Linked DNA regions of Mus musculus: region 2 is linked to region 1. The links are chromatin contacts, called in public Hi-C maps. All regions are on one chromosome and are shown on one strand. Each heading gives the region's core, a stretch centred on a gene start, on an enhancer-like site or on the middle of the called end of the contact. The rest is flanking DNA. Distances are from core to core; before and after follow the strand shown. Region 1 holds the start of Plekhm2 (pleckstrin homology domain containing, family M (with RUN domain) member 2). Region 2 overlaps Ddi2 (DNA-damage inducible protein 2).

Region 1 (4,719 bases), core at 1,242-3,741:
TGAGTTCTGGAGATTGAACCCAAGTCATCCAGTTTGCACACCAACTCTGGCTTGCAAGCCAGTTTCCCTGCTTTGGCCATCTTACCAGGTCTGCCATGGCTGCTTCAGCCTCGGTGTCTATGGTGGGAGCTGAACTTTTTTTTTTTTTTAAATCTGTTTATTTATTTTATGAATATGAGTACCATGTTGCTGTCTTCAGACACACCAGAAGAGGGCATCAGATCTCATTACAGATGGTTGTGAGCCACCGTATGGTTGCTGGGAATTGAACTCAGGACCTCTGGAAGAAAAGTCAGTGATCTTAACTGCTGAGCCATCTCTCCAGCCCCGGAGCTGAACTTTCTAGCTGTTGTTTTGTTTTGTGAGGTTTTTGTTTGTTTGTTTCTGGTTGGTTGGTTTGTTTTGGTTTTATTTTATTAAATTTAAAAAAATTTAAAAAGATTTATTTCTTATTATATCTAAGTACACTGTAGCTGTCTTCAGAAGAGGGCGTCAGATCTCATTACAGATGGTTGGGAGCCACCACATGGTTGCTGGGATTTGAACTCAGGACCTTTGTCCTGAATAGTCAGTGCTCTTAACCCGTGAGCCATCTCTCCAGCCCTTGGTTTTATTTTTAGAGACAGGGTTTCTTCATTTAGCCTTCCCTGCCTGTGGTAGCACTCTCCTCTGTAGACCAGGCTGGCCTTGAACTTGCAGAGATCCACCTGCCTCTAGCAGCTGAGCGCTGGGATTAAAGGTGTGAGCCAGCACCCGGCTAGTTGTTCAGAGAGAGAATTAGAACTGCGCAGCTTCCTTCAAACTAAATGGCCACCACTAGCTTCCTCTCTTGGAGTAGGCCTTATTAGAAGCAGAAACCTTTTTATTTTTTATTTTCTGTTTTTTGTTTGTTTGTTTGTTTTGGTTTTCTTGTTTGTTTGTTTTTTCTTCAAGATACAGTCTCACTATGTAGCTCTGGCTGTCCTGGAACTCACTATGTAGACCAGGCTGGCCTCACACTCATAGAAACCCACCTGACTCTGCCTCTCAAATGCTGGGATCAAAGGCATGTGCCTCTATGCACAAAGAACCCTAAAGGAGGCAGGCGGTGTGGTACTCATCTTTAAGGCCAGCACTCTGGAGGGAGAGTTTGAGGTTAGCCTTGTCTGTATAGTGAGACTGTTAGAAAAGAAAAGAAAAGAAAAGAAAAGAAAAGAAAAGAAAAGAAAAGAAAAGAAAAGAAAAGCAAGAAAGAAGAGGGCCAGAGAAATGCTTCAGTGGGTGAAGGCATTGCTGCCAAAACTTACACATTGAGTTTGAGTACTGGAATTAACAGGATAGGAGAGAATCAATTCTCAAAAGTTGACCTCTGACCTCCACTCTCCCATTTACATACGGACACACACACAGCTCCTAAAGTATAGTTACACACACACACACACACACACACACAGAAAAAGCATGAAGGCAGGCTAGTCAATCTTCCCCACTCCTCTATTTTTCGGTTTCACTATGTAGTCCAGGCTAGCTTGGACCTCAGGACTCTGCTTTAGCCTCCTGTGTGCTGGATGACAGAGATGCATCACCACACCCAGCCTTCTGAGGCTGGCCTGTCTCCTCACCCCTGTGCGTGCCCTTGACAGGTAGTCATTCCTACCAGGAATTGGGGCAATGACCAATACTAACAAGCCCCAACCCAAAGTGTCATAGTGTCACCGTCCCACGGCTTACCTTCCAAAACTACAACCCTAGACACCTCAGGTCCTCACTCAGAGCTCTGTAACTCGCTTTTTTCTAAACTGCCATCCTGGAGTTAGGACGACTTGGGGATTCCGTGGGTCCCCAAGCAATGTCGCAGGGCACAGCTGGGGTGACCAGCAGGTGCTGGTTCTCGGCCTTTGCCCCGAGGGAGGGAGGGAAGATGCAGTGGATTCCTCGAGGATGCTCTCCCTGCCCCGTCCTACCCGCAGCCTTCCCGAGGTGTCACGGGCCAGTCGCGGGAAGACAAGGCCGATTCGGGCACCGGGGAGCTCCGAGGACGCTGACCTCAACTTTGTTCTTTAAAAATAGCTCGGAGGCCGCGGCGCTCCCGGGAGTCGCCTGCTTCTCCAGCAGGGCCCAGGGTCGCCAGGACGACAGTGGCCCGGGGTCCCGGTCATGGAGGCGACCCGGGGGGGACTAGCGACGGGGACCGGGGAGGGGGTCGGGGCCGAAGGAGGCCGCTCACCTTCTTCACCGACAGCGAGATGTTCTCCAGGATTCGGTCCTTCACCTCCCGCGGCTCCATGGCGCTGCCGCCGCCGCCCCGCCGCCGCTTCCCACGCCGGGAGCCCGGGGCCGCCGCCAACCGCTGCCGCCGGCCGTGCGGGGGCTCCGTCGTGCCGGCCGCGGGCCCCGGCGCCCGCCGCCCTCGTCTCGCCTCGCCTCGCCTCGCCCGGGCCTCGCTCCGCCGCCGCCGCCTCCCGAGCGCCGAGCCGGGAAGGAGACGCGGGCCCTGCGCGGCCGCAGGAACTGATGTCAGGCGGGGCGGCGCCAGCACCGGCCGGGAGGGACGGCGGCGACCAGGCGGGCCCGCCTCCTCCGAGACCCGGGGCGATGGAGACCTGGGAGCTCAGAGATCCGGAGCCCCGGGGACCTGCAGACCTAGGGGACTCACACAGCCCGGATCGCATAGACCCAGGACCTCACAGAGCCAGAATCGCATAGATCCGGCACCGCAGAGCCTCGGGACCTCAAACACGCTGGGACTCAAAGACTTCGCCTCCCACTTCCCAATCCTGCACAAACTCCTCATGAGACCCTGGGAGCTCACCGATCTCCAGAGCCACCCTGCTCAAAGACCCCGGGAACCTCACAGACCCCGGGCCCCCTCCCAGCTCCTCTGAGATACCGTATTGTCCGTGTTGTCGTTCCCCTAACCCCTTGCAGCAAGGCCCTGCACGGGCCTAAAAACTGCCCCAGCTCCTTAGATATTGCTCCCTCTCTCCTTGCCCACACTTCCCTTCCCTGTAACATTCAAAGGCTCTCCTTCCAGGACCCGGCCAACTCCTTGAAGACCCCACTCAGGACCAGGACAGACGGGGCCCCTCCCTCATTCCAAACCTGACATTCCTCACCCTTGCCCACAAGGGGCCCCAGATATACCCGAATACTCGAGAGACTCTGGAGACAAGGCTTGGCCTGGCAGAGACACCTACCTATTCCTTTCCAACTGCTCCACGCACACCCCAGGGTTCCGAGGTTTGGACCGCCTAGAGCCACTCCAGCACCCAACGTTGCCCTGATGCCAGAGCTCAGCCCTCCATCCTCTCCAACACTCCAATTCACCGTTCTCAAGGTATCTTCTACTTCCAAAACAAGCCCTCTTCCCTATCGGCCCTCACACCCTCTGTCTTGGCTAGTTTTGTGTCAGCTCGACCAGGGACACAAGCTAGGTTCATCTGAGAGGAGAAAAACTCAGTTGAGAAAACGCCTCCATAAGATAAGGCTGTATGACATTTTCTTAATTAGTGATTGATGGGGGGTGGGAGGGAACACAGCCCATTGTGGTGCCATCCCTGGACTGGTGGTCCTGGGTTCTATAAGGAAGCAGGCTGAGCAACGTAGGGGAAGACAAGCCATCAGCTCCTGCCTCCAGGTTCTTGCCTGGTTTGACTTCCTGACTTAGCATCCCTCAGTAGACTGTAATTCGGGACATGTAAGCCAAATAAACCCCTCCTCCACCCCCAAGTAGCTTTGGTCATGGTGTTTCATCATAGCAATAGGAAGGTGACTAAGCCGGGCAGTGGCGGCGCACACTTTAATCCCAGCATTCCGGAGGCAGAGGCAGGCGGATTTCCGAGTTTGAGGCCAGCCTGGTCTACAGAATGAGTTCCAGGACAGCCAGGGCTACACAGAGAAACCCTGTCTCGAAAAAACAAACAAACAAACAAAGGACACACCTCCCTCCACTGTATCCTACTGCAGGCTTCCCTCCATCAGCCCCAAGTCCAGCATAATTCACTGAACACATGCCCTGCCCAAAGGCACCAGCTCTATCTACACTTGGGTTCTGATTCCTACCTGGATCACTTCTCTAAGTTTGGTCCCAAAATAAACATAACCTCACAGAGCAATAAATCCAGTCTTTAATTCTCAGACACCAAAACTCTCCCTTCTGGCTCCCTAGTCTTCAATCGTGAACTCACCCCTAAAGTCCCCCGTGGAAGCACTAATTCTATCTACAGCCTACGGAACAGAGGACCTCACCCCTTTCCTGACCTCCAAGGAGAGCCCGACCATGTGATAGTTTTAAAGTTTGGTTTCTCTAGGACTGGATAATGGATCAAATAAACTCTGGAAAAGGAAAGAAAACCTGGGATTCCTGCATTCCTTCCCACTCGGGGCCTAGCTAGCGGCTGCAGGACTCCATACTACAACCAAGTGTTAGCCAGGCAGTGCACACCTGTCATCTCAGCACTTGGGGAGCGAAGGCAGGAGGACTTACAAGCCATCCTCAGCTACACAGTGAGTTGTAGGCCAGCCTGGGCTACTACTGAGATCCTGTCGCAAACAACAACAAAACCCAAGCGAAAACATTAAGCCATGCCTATAATTTTTGTCTTATTTCCTTTCCTTTCCTTTCCTTTCCTTTCCTTTCCTTTCCTTTCCTTTCCTTTCCTTTCCTTTCCTTTCCTTTTTCCTTTCCTTTCCTTTCCTTTCCTTTCCTTTCCTTTCCTTTTTCCTTTCCTTTCCTTTCCT
Region 2 (4,719 bases), core at 1,611-4,110, 41 kb after region 1:
GAGCCCAAAGAACATAATTTATCAAAACAGAGAACCACTCAGACCATCCCCTTAGTAAACAACCCTTCTGTTGAGCCTCACAGAAAGCAGCCTCCAACAGCAGCGAGGGCCCCGAATTCTGACTGTTCCTCATTTGGCTCACTGTCAACCTTTTTACTTTATTATTTTAAGAGAGCTTACTTTTTAATTACATTCATGTACAGGGGAGGGGATAATGGAATACAGGTGCACACGGACGCAAGTAGAGGGCATCATAGTCCCTGGAGCTGGCATTAATCGGTATCAGCTGTGGGACGTGGGTGCTGGGAACTGAATCCACGCCTCTGTAAGAGCAATACTCACTCCCACCCAACCCAAGCACAACGGTATCTCCTTCTGTTTAAGCTTCTCTTTTCAGTTCTTTGGTTAAGTGACCACCAGTAACAGTAGAAGACAGAGCTACTCAAATACAAACCCTGGTAAGAAATGACTGGGCAAAGGTCTCTGCTACCAACACAGACTGAAAACCTCAGTGTCTGTCTAAGTCATGGGGCTCCCCTTCCCTGCCGTCTGTCACCTGAGTCGACAAAGGCTTTCACAGGATGCCCGTTCACTCTGCAGTTGATGTACAGCATGGCGACCTGGCCGAAGCTCTCCGGGGCCTCCTCCATAGCTATCGTCATGTTCTCCTCGATGTTCTGCTGCCTGCAACAAGCCAGAGCATGACACTGGAAGCCCCGCTCCCAGGAAAGAACACCACGAAGGAACTCATGTGAAAGTGGGTTTTCCCCGAACTGGGACAGCAGAGTCACAGAATGGAAATTGATTCTATGTTCCCTCATAGGTGAATAGGTGACTCAGCAGTGGACAATGAGACACAGGTTGGAGACCACCTAACACAGCATAACAACCATCCTCAAGTTAAATTATTCTTCTTTAAAAGCTCAAGATGGAAAAACTCCTAGAAAGCAAGGTCATTGCCCTTTTTATCTTACCAAATATTGAAATTTCATGAATACTACTTGAGACAGGTTCTTAGTATACAGCCCAGGTTGTACTTGAACTTGTAACCCTCTCATCTCAGCCTCTCCAGTGTTGGGATTATATAATATATACCACTATACCCTGCAAGAATGCTCCTTTATTTTCGGATTTTTTTTTTTTGAAACAGGGTTTCTCTGTAGCTCTGGCTGTCCTGGAACTTGCTCTGAATAGCATGTTAGCCTCAAACTCATGAGATCTGTCTGCCTCTACCTTCTGAGTTCTGGAATTAAAGGAATGTGCCAGAACTTACAGCTAATATTTTCTTTTAAACAATGCATTGCTGGATGGTGACCTTCATAATACCAACCTTAAGCGGCAGAGGTAGCTGGGTAGAGTTTAAGAGAGTGGTTTCAACCTTCCTAATGAAGTTCCTCATGTATGGTGACCCTCAATCATAAAATTATTTTGTTGATACTTCGTAAGTGCAATTTTGCTACCATTTTACATTATCATAATGTAAGTATGTGACCCCTGTGAAAAGGTTGTTCTGTCCCCAGGTTCCACAAGGAAAAAGGAGAGATCTAATTCCAGCAAGTTGTCTTCTGACTGTCACACACGCGCATACACACCCCCAACAAATAACTGTAATAAAAATGTTTTAATTCTGGCTAGACTTGACCACATTCCTTGGGTTGGAAAGATGACCTGGTGGTCTTGGTGATTACTGTTTCCCAGAGAACCTGAGTTTGCCCAGCGTCCACGTTAGGCAGTTCACAGCTGCCTGTGATTCCAGTGCCAGATAATACAACAGGCCACCAACAGTCATGTCTGTCTGTCTGTCTCACACACACACACACACACCAATAAAATTAAACTAAATATTTAGCATGCATGGTGGCACACACAGAGGTAGGTGGATCTCTGAGTTCAAGACTAACCAGTGCTACACAGTTAGCCCCCATCTCAAAGAACAATAAATCCAGTGAGCCAACCAACCAACCAAATAGGGCTTCAGGGCAGCCCCAGATACACAGCAGTGTCTGGTCAGCTTGGGGTATGGAGCGATCTGCTTTCTTCACATCTCCCAGTTTCCTTTACGGCCCCCTGTAGGAAAGGACCTGCTTGGATATGCTGCACTCACTCTACTTGCAGAGTCTGTCTATGTGCTTTCCCACCCCTTTCCTTTTCCAGGATGAATGCAACCATGCTTCCGTCAATGGCAGGCTCCCTTACAGCTGCAATGTGACACAGTAAGAACAAACTGTTTCTCTGGGCAGACTCAGCTAGTCATGTCCACAGACAGTCAAAAATCTCTGATTAGAACCTGCAGTCCCAGCTAGTGTAGAGGCCAAAGCAGGAAACAGTTCAAGGCCAGCTTGGCAACTTAGTGAAGATCCTGTCTGAAAATAAAATGTGAAACAGAGCTGAGGCTGACTCAGTGACTGAACACTTGCCTAACTATGCAAGAGAGTGGGGGAAACACAACCGACTTGAGCAAATAGCTTAGGGCTTTCAATTAATTCTAGAATATAATTTGTATTTCTTCAATTTTGAGTCCAGTCAGAGGGCCAGAGATGCAGCCTGGTAATAAAAAACTAGTCTAGCAAGCATGAATGGCAAGGTTCCCAATGGAAGCAAAAGGGTGGGGAGAGCCATTGAGTATAATAAAGCAAGCAAACTAGGTAACTACAGATAAAGCTCCCACCCCACTTAGCAGAATACAAGAATTGCTCCTTGTATTTACAGGGTTTTTGCCATCAGCACCTAAACCTGACTTGGGGTTGGGGAGCAGATGCCATTTTATTCAGGCAGCATCTTGCTTATGACTAGTGATGGGCCAGCACTCTGTCAGCACCACTGCGCCTGCCTGGGCTCCACTCTGGCAGATCCTGACTCACAGACTAGAGAGAAGACTCGGGCACCTACAGTTTTAAAAGCATACTGCATGCTTTTAATACAGCCCTAGCACAGACCCACTGCATCAGAGGCTCGGAGTTGGAAATGGGCCAGGCAAAGAGCTTATCCACCAACTGAGACAGCAAAGGAAAGCAGAAAGAAGACAGACTCTGGACTACCAGATGCCACTTGTGCAGAGCTCTCTAATCCAATCACCATCAAGCTCTGGTTTAATCAGGATTGAAATCAGCTGTCATAGCCGGTCTACTGATTTTAGCAGATGGGGTTTCTCCTCCATCAGCCTAGGACAAGCTGTTTTGTCTGCTAATCAGAGTTCACAAAACCCAAGTAGGAAGCCATTAAGTATTTTTGAAGTACTGGATCAGAACGAGGGGACAATGAAGCAGAGTCACCTGAAAAGACTTAGGTTACTCTCTCAGCTTGGAGACAGGGGAGCAGACATCCAGCCCGATGACCTGGATGCTGTGAGCTTGCTCGTTAGATCGATGGATCTTACCTTATATCTTCTTCTATCTTTGCCTGAGCTTCGAGATCAAAGGGGTCAGCAGAAAACAGACGAATCCGTTCTTGTTCTCTCCGGGCTCGGTCCTGCTGCTGCTCCACCAAGACCCTAGAGAATTTCTCTACAAAAATGGAGGGGGGGGGCACATATTTAGCTCTACACTTTCTTTTTTTTAATCCATAATTTAAAAAAAGCCACCCCCCACCCCAGCTGAGCAGTGGTGGCACCTGACTTTAATCCCAGCACTTGGGATATACAAGCAAAGGCAGGCAAATCTGAGTTCATGGCTAACCTGGTCTACAGAGCAAGTTCCGGGACAGCTAGGGCTACACAGAGAGACCCTGTCTCAAAAAAACAACAAAAACCTTTTATTTTAGATGTATACATGAACAAAATCTTCCCAGCCACAACCTTGTACTCCTTAGCTTAAAAGTTAGAAGACAAGAATGTGTCACTCGCCATTACTTACCATTCTGACCTCAGATTTCTGCTCCAGCTTCCTTAGTCCGAGGATTCCCCGGGTGTAAGACAACAATGAACTCGGCAATTCTCTCCTCATACATTTGTGTGTACAGAGCCATGTGTATGTTTGTGCAGCCTCAGCCGGCAAGTGGTGGTGAGAAGGGGTAATCTGTGGGAGTTAGCTCCCTCCTTCTACTCTATGGGGTTCCAAGGCTGACCCTGGATTGTCAGACTTGACTTCAAATCTGCTAGCTCATCCTCACCAGATCAGCCACCTCCGCTACTCTTATTGTCCCTCTTTATTATTACTAGAAATTCCTATTATGTTGTTTCTACTCAGTCAACAGCTTCTCAATATGGCCAAGTGTGGCAAGGCCATGTATGGCAGAAAGATGCCTCCTCTTCTCTACTCCCCTATGACATTCATTATCCTGCCACCAGGAATGAAGCAGAGCCCTGTGCTATCCCTTTCTCACCTGGGCTCACTCCCTTTGTTCTACAGTCTGCCTTAAGCCAGATAAACTAAGTATAAATCAGTCTACCACAATTTCATGGTCTCGATGGAAAACGTGCAAGAAAGGTAACAGAGAGCATGGTGTGCTATTACTATAGGATGTAATTACAACAAACAGTATGTAGATGTGTACAAACTAGGAGTTGGACATTGTTGTGCACAACTATAAAACTTAGGAAGTGGAGGCAGGAAGACCTTCTGTTAAGTCAGAGCTGTCGCTGTCGGGGGCTTTAATATTGATTGTCTTAAGAAAACAGAAGTGAGGGAAAGCAAGGCAGCGTCCCGTGGACTAAATCTTCCCAACACCATGTACCTAAAAGGTGACCTGAAAGACACCCTGACACGAGTGGGCTCCATGATC

The links. A called contact is a pair of places that touch in the nucleus more often than the background predicts.
Region 2: a contact with region 1 is called in a Hi-C map of rod photoreceptor, with 1.6 times the contacts expected there. The contact joins the enhancer-like site here to the promoter of Plekhm2 in region 1. A contact is called at or near these places in 5 of 39 promoter capture datasets (embryonic stem cells, frontonasal cranial neural crest, hematopoietic stem and progenitor cells and 2 more), 13 of 484 Hi-C or Micro-C datasets (the G1E-ER4 cell line, bone marrow-derived macrophages, conventional dendritic cells and 10 more), 10 of 115 datasets of contacts at active chromatin or transcription factors (the HPC-7 cell line, bone marrow-derived dendritic cells, bone marrow-derived macrophages and 5 more) and 3 of 9 other capture datasets (adipose tissue, bone marrow-derived macrophages and pancreatic islet).

What each region holds. Positions count from the first base shown.
Region 1 is chr4:141,661,655-141,666,373 of GRCm38.p6, forward strand. Plekhm2 (pleckstrin homology domain containing, family M (with RUN domain) member 2) reads right to left here and starts at 2,492. Exons shown (of 20, transcript NM_001033150.2): 1 at 2,207-2,492. The coding sequence starts at 2,266.
Region 2 is chr4:141,702,556-141,707,274 of GRCm38.p6, forward strand. Ddi2 (DNA-damage inducible protein 2) reads right to left here. Exons shown (of 10, transcript NM_001017966.2): 4 at 3,377-3,503; 5 at 557-684. Among named protein-coding and RNA genes, the nearest start is that of Ddi2, 19 kb to the right of the region's middle. Within about 2 kb of position 2,861, at least 28 of the 459 cell types and tissues checked have an H3K27ac peak or open chromatin away from gene starts, as enhancers often do. A contact at or near this core is called in rod photoreceptor, where this site is marked.